Regions from separate parts of the Zea mays genome. Here region 1 is linked to region 2. A link is a contact called in public Hi-C data. All regions are on one chromosome and are shown on one strand. The core of a region is the stretch at or near the end of the contact, and the rest is flanking DNA. Distances in the headings are between cores, read along the strand shown.

What was found. A called contact is a pair of places that touch in the nucleus more often than the background predicts.
Region 1: a contact with region 2 is called in a Hi-C map of endosperm, with 5 times the contacts expected there. The contact joins the promoter of LOC100280015 here to the promoter of LOC103633099 in region 2. A contact is called at or near these places in 3 of 25 Hi-C or Micro-C datasets (ear, endosperm and tassel).

The regions. Positions count from the first base shown.
Region 1 is chr7:150,273,172-150,276,651 of Zm-B73-REFERENCE-NAM-5.0, reverse strand. It overlaps LOC100280015, which reads left to right and starts at 1,704. Exons shown (of 8, transcript NM_001152961.1): 1 at 1,704-1,877; 2 at 2,359-2,555; 3 at 2,739-2,778; 4 at 3,275-3,325. The coding sequence starts at 2,404.
Region 2 is chr7:150,017,359-150,020,821 of Zm-B73-REFERENCE-NAM-5.0, reverse strand. It overlaps LOC103633099 (ornithine decarboxylase), which reads left to right and starts at 2,211. Exons shown (of 2, transcript XM_008654778.3): 1 at 2,211-2,505; 2 at 2,753-3,463. The coding sequence starts at 2,354.

The DNA.
Region 1 (3,480 bases), core at 455-2,954, 260 kb before region 2:
CTGTCGACCGCGGACGGTCCACGCCCCTGGTCCGGACGGTCTGCCTCTCCACATCAACGACTGAAATCACAATGGTCAGTAGTAATGACTATATCAACGGCTATAGTGCATTTAATACGGCGTCATATGTCAGATAAAGCAGTCGCGGATGGTCCGACCGTGCACCCCGGACGGTCCGCGAGGACGCTAAAAATGTATTTTACCGAACTCGTCACCTTCGGGGGTTTTCTGGTTTTCCAACGACCGAATGGTCCGAGCTTGAGGCCGGACAGTCCGCAGTTGGTCTCGGACGGTGCTCGCTTCTACTTCGGACAGTCCATAGTGTTAACTCTGTTTTTGCAGTATTCCTGTCCGAGTCTCACCCTGGTGTCATGGACGGTCCGGGCATAGGTGTTTTTCAAAAAGTTTCTCCTGTTCGGAATAATCTACGGTATTCTGGTCAGTCGACTTAGAATAGTTGTACGTAGATGACTTTATGCACCTGAAAAATGATCAACTAGGCAAACTAGTTAGTCTATAAGGTTTTGTGATGGTCGTCAAACAACAAAATCGATTATAGGAAATGTTTGAGGCCATTTTCCTTTCAAGGAATAAGCTAATACATCATCTTCTCACTCCTCACTTTTTTTGTTTGTAGAATGAAATAAGTTGATACAACACAACCTCATTCCTCATAGTTAGTATTAACATGAGGAATGAGGTCATCCCACTAAATTTGAGGAATGAACTTATGATGCACTACCTTAAAGAACTCCAATAATTATGTAAATTTTAGCTCTCTAAATCATAGATTTAAAAAGTTGTGAAATAACTCCGGGAGTAAAAAATGTGAGTTCCCTAATAGTTCTCTAACTATAGGTTGTAGTTTTGTTTTGTATCTATCCACATAAAAAAGTCACAAATATCATCAATTACCTTCATAATGCAGTCAACATTTTTTAGAGGGTTGCTAAATGGTTATCAAATTAGAAAGGAAATGAGGTTAGATGAGAAACGCTAAATTTAGAAAATTCATTTAGGCCCCGTTTGTTTCGTTTCATTTTGAGGAATTAGAATCTTACTAATGGAATATGCTACTTTTTTATAATGTAACATTCCACCACTTCCAAAGTTATCATATAAGACTATCTCAAATTCATGGGGTGAGAGATGGAAATTGATTCTATAGATTTACATGCTATTTTCCCGATGTACAACTTATAGCACACTCTTCTGCTTACTTCGCTATAACATAAATGTGGGATATAACTATCTCTCTCATATGATTTAGGATAATATACAAATATATTACATATATAAATATATGAACTTAATTAGTTTTGTCTAAATTATAATTATTAAAATGGAGTTCAATTCCAAGGAAACAAACGGGACCTTAGGGTAGTTTGACAAACTCATTTTCCCAAGAGATTTCTATTTTTCTTAGAGAAATTAGTTTATTTTTCCCTTAAGAAAATATGAATTACTTAAGAAAATGAAGTTCACAAACTAGTCCTTAGAGAACTGTTGCATAGGTGTTTTTATGTTAACTACATAAATTATTAATTTGGAAGTCTTTTCGACAACTACCGAAGTTACTCTGATCTTATATGCATTATTTACTTGAACCAAACACCTCATAAATCTCCTTTTATTCAAGTTTAACTAGAAAAATATTTATCTCCACCTATCACCTTCGATTCCTCCTAACCTCGCCGGTCCACCTGCAACCGTGACGGTTCTTGTTCTTCTTCCCACCCAGCGTGCGCTCCCTCTTCCTCTTCCCCTTCTCTCTCGGCGACGACTGGGTGGCCGTAGCTGCCTCCATACGCCTGGTGCCCTGGTCTTCTTCGGGCCATTCGCCGGCCGCGAGCACCACCAAGTACGCCCACCTCTTGGTATTCACTTCCTGGTGTACAAAACCGAGCACCCAAACCCTAACTTATTATTTGCATTCGGATCTGTTCCAACTTCATTGTACTTGCATGTATTCTGCCTACAAACTTAGACTTTTAGCAAAAAATATTCTGGCGTACATGTGTACACCCATGTCCTTTACTGGGTTCGCCCCTTTCCAGTAGACCGGCTGTTCGGCTTTGGTGGCATTAGTTCAGGTTGGCGATTGACGACACATAAATAGGGGTTTTAGCATTCTTTTCTACAGGGCCATAAGGCAGATTGTGCTTAGGATGCCTGTAGCATAGGGTTATCCGAAGGCACCTGAATGATGCATAGTCTGTCCTCTGTTCATCTTCAAAATTGTGTCCTTTTCTTTCTCCTTTTATTGCTAGGAATATCACACAATACATTGCAGATCTTAGCTATTTTGTTTTTGTTCCCTTTTCTTGCCCTGACTTAAATTTGTCTTTTCCATCCTAGAAGGGAGAGCTTCCCAGGTAGAGCTGTTTCTCCGTACTCTAGCAGATGGCAAGGATAAAGCCTAAGCAATTGCTAATCCAAAGCAAAACAAAGAAGGCTCCATCTCGAATCAGCTACTCTACTATCATCACATGGAACTTGATTGTCATATTGGTTGTGCTATCTCTCTATGCTACCTACAGCCATTGGCATCAAAGGTTAATGTCCTTTCCGGAAACCTTTTTTGGGTTTAATTTACTATTTTTTTTGCACCTAGCACACTTATATATTGCAATAAGTTGAGATGAAGTAAGCTCATGCCGATCTTTCTGTAGTTGTTGAATAAGTAGTGCAATATATATTTCTGCTCAGCATTCCTCTATTGATGAGTTCAACCTCAGGTCTGCCCAAGACTTCGAAATGGAGCTTCATGAAGCTGAGGTAAGTTACACAATCTTACAAAAATCTAGTGCTAGAAACTGTGCTTGTATTGTTTACAATTAATGAATCTGCAACTAGGCACATGTCATTTGTATTTAGGTGACATTATCTCTCTTTTCCCCATTAAATAACTTTTTATGGCCTAGTGACTATACTAACTGATATAGTGGAAAGCGTGTTGCACGGTTAGTATCATAACTATACATTTTGGGCTTAGCTCATTGACGTGACTATTAGAATTTGTTTCTTATTCATTCTGGCAACAGAACCAATGATAATTCTTGTTTATATGAAATATATAGGGCCGTCTTCTGCATTTTCTCTATTGAATTTGATTTCTTTAGAGTTCATTTGTGACAAAATGGAACATCTATTTTAATGTGGTCTTTAATGCTTAATAAATTTTCCTTGATAATTTTTTATAAGTTTTAAGGGAATCAGACATCAAAGGTTAAACTCATTGATTGTCTTCTTTTGTTCATTTGTTTCAATCAAGCTTGCTGTGAGACCGGAGGATCCAAAAATGATAAGTAGACCAAGATATGCGGTAAGTTTTGTTGTTCACTCTTCTCAACTCAATTTCTAAATAAACCACCAGATATTGACCACACATTTAATCAATCATTGAATGTAACTTGGGAATATTGTATCTTTTTATGTATGTTGTATATGCATTATAGTTTGCTGTGCTGCTACTGACAT
Region 2 (3,463 bases), core at 962-3,461:
CGTCCACACCCAGCTGAGGAGAGCATGCGGGTCTGCGGTCTGCGCGAGCGCGACTGTGCCTCTGCGAGGAGACTAGAGAGCATGCGGGCATGCGGCCATGCGGGTCTGCGTCTCTGCTGCGGCTCTGCGTCCGCGTCCTGGCTTCCTGACTCTGCACTCCGCCGCGAGGTATGTGCCCGATGCGTCGCGTGCGTGCAGTGCCGTGCGTGGGCCAGCACGGTCCGACAGAAGCCCGTCATGCTTTAGGGCCGTGCTGGGCCTTATTTCAACCCATCTGGCCCAGTAAAGCACGATCCGACCCTATTTCGTGCTATCCTGGCCCGACTAACCTAGGTCCGAAGCACGGCGTGCTCGTGCCGTGCCGGCACGGCACAACCCAAGTTGCAGCTCTAGTCTAAGGGTCCATTTGGTAGGTCTCTGGTTTACCAAAAAACAGCTCTATCTCTAACTTTTTTCTAAAAACAGTTTTTTAGTAGTTGAAGCCATTTCGCAAATCGTTTGGTAGAAGCAGCTTATCCTAGAGCCAGAGTCATTCCCCATGTATTAAAACGGAAGAGTCAGACCAAAGTCAGTGAATCTACTATTTCTGGCTTCTTCTGCGTAGTACAAAAATGGTTTTGGCTTTAAGGTGTCTTTTGCAGTAAGTCGTTTTAAGAAATGATGTTTGGCAGGACTCTGCCTTTTTTCTATAGAAAAGCCAGAGTTGAAGCCCTACCAAACGAGCTCTAAGTTGGTGTCTTTGGAGGATGACGAAAACACGTAAAGCCCCTACCTAGCACCTCAACTGCCGGTGCTTCGAGTAAGCACCAACGAGTAAATTTGCGATGCACGTTCTAGGCCTGGATGGTGTGCGAGATGGACCCAAGAGTTATGCTGGTTCAAGTTGAATGTCCCTACCATAGTTTTCGTTGGTTTGTGCTATTGGCATCAGATTGCTCGTAGCAGAGGTTTACAAGCAAGCGAGAGAGGGAAAGGGCTTTCAAGTCACTTCTTGTGTCGTCTTGTTGTGTGTGTTCTGTCTCCCTCTTCTGGTTAAGGCTGACCCTTCCTTTTTTATAACCGAAGGAATGAGCCTCTTACAAGGAAAGTATGAAAAGGTAAAAAGAAGGGGCCTTCCGCCAACGAGATCCCACGATGCGCTGGTACTGTGAGTCGTACTTGTCGTTGCACTTGCCATTGTAATTGTCATCGTTCTTTTAGATCAGAATACTCAGTGTTGCTTATGCGAGAATGGGGCTTCATACCCTCGAGGGTACCTAAGTTTGAGAGGAAGGCACCCTAGAGTTGGTAGCATAGTGTGGCCTACAAGTTTCGGGATGGGCCGGCGCTATGGAAGTTTCGTTCGCACCCTCCAATTTCGTCGACCCTTGTACCTCATAGCTCGTTTGTCAGGGTTCCGTCTGTTTCTTGTACAATGATGGGTACTACAATCGTCTCAGATTCAAAGGAGCATGGGCTTGGTCGGAGAAAAAGGGTGGTCCCTACCTTTGTCACGTTGTGCCGACTAGGACAATAATGGAGGCAGGTATGGGGCGATCGTCCGGTCTTATGAGGCTCTGTCTAGCCTAGTCGACCCTCTCCTCCCGTCTTCACCTCGCCTGACCCTGGAGGTCAGGCCTTGGTCTGTCCCTCGGATGAGGCAGGGGGATTGGGTGACTTAGCCACGGTTCGTTAGGGTCGGCTTGGCTCCTACTGACTCGCGCGCCCGAGGCCTTAGGGTTTTCTACCCCTACACATATGAACCGGCCTAAACTAGCTTGGCTAACTAGCTAGTCGAGCCGACTTCGTTAGTCTAGTTGATATCTTCCTTCACTGTTTGTCACACTAAATATTTTTGATCATCCTTGTAATGTTAGAAATTTCTTAGCATGGCTCAATCCCCACGTTGGCGCGTTTTTTGTGTCAACAAAAACCAAAATTTATTATATGCTTCCTCGTATTTTCTTTAATATGCTAAGCATTTTTTTTTATCAGATTCACTTAACCAGTGGTTATAGAAAAAGAGGATTGAATTTTTCTCTAGCGGAGATGCTTTGAATCGACGCATCGAGCAAATTGCAAATGGACCGAATCGACCACCCTCTCCTCAGGTCAGCAGCTGCAAGCCTCTCCAGTCTCCACCTACCTCTACGGCTCTTCCTGTGTGGCTTTTTGGCCGCGCGGCAGGCCAGGGCGCCGCGTCCTATATGATGGTGCATGTGCATTGTTGCTGGCCCGCTGGGGTCGATTCTGACCGGTCAGCCGCACCCCGGCACCACACCGAACCACATCGCCCTCCCGCGGTGCCTCTCTCCGGCTTCCGGCCCACCTAACCCATTCCAGATTCCACCGATGAAACGTGAGCACCTCCCCCATGGCCAGCCGCGGGCACTCCTATATATGGCGCCAGACTCATGCCGAGCAACCCCGCACACACACCAAGAGACGCGTCTCACCAGACGACCTTCTCGCCTCAGGGCCTGCTTGGCATCACTTGCCAGGTCCGTTGGATCGGTCATCGTCTCGGTGAGTTCGTTGAGCAAAGACATGGAATGAACTGGCAAATAAAACACAAACTGTCTGAAATGCACGAGATATATTTTTTCTTATCTATCTATCCATCTATCTATCTATATCTATCTATCTACCAGACGCGAGTGATCGACCCTGCATAATGACACTACCAGACACGAAGGAAGCTGCAACATTTACATCGTCATCGTTTATTAATAATAACGTGCTCCTTTTTTCCCTTGTATATCTTGGTTTTCAGTCAACACGAGTTCTCCATCGAACAAGTTCGATCCCGCTGCTCATCTATCGCGCGCGTCGTCAATCGTCTCGTCATCACCATGGTTGGAAGCAGCCCCCTGCAGGCCGTGCTGGTGGCCCCCGGCGTCAAGGACAGGAAGGTGCTCGCGTTCAAGCGCGACGCGCTCAAGGACAAGGACGCCGTCTCCGGCCTCATCCACTCCATCCTCGCGTCCAGCCCGGCGCAGCGCAGCGCCTTCTACGTCTTCGACCTGGCCAAGGTCGTCGACCTCTTCAGGGCGTGGCGCCGGGCGCTGCCGGACGCGCGGCCCTGCTACGCCGTCAAGTGCAACCCGGACCCGGCGCTGCTCGGCGCGCTCGCCGCGCTCGGCGCGGGCTTCGACTGCGCCAGCCGCGCCGAGATCGAGGCCGTGCTCGCGCTCGGCGTCCGGCCCGGGGACATCGTCTACGCCAACCCCTGCAAGCCCGAGGCGCACCTCGAGTACGCCGCGGAGGTCGGCGTCAACCTCACCACCTACGACTCCGAGGAGGAGGTGGCCAAGGTCAGGCGCTGCCACCCCGGCTGCGAGCTCCTGCTCCGCCTCAAGGGCCCCGACGGCGGCGACGTCCGGGTCGACCTGGGGACCAAGTACGGCGCGCACCCCGACGAGGTCGTGCCGCTCCTGCGCGCCGCCCAGCGCGCGGGGGTCGGCGTGGCCGGCGTCTCCTTCCA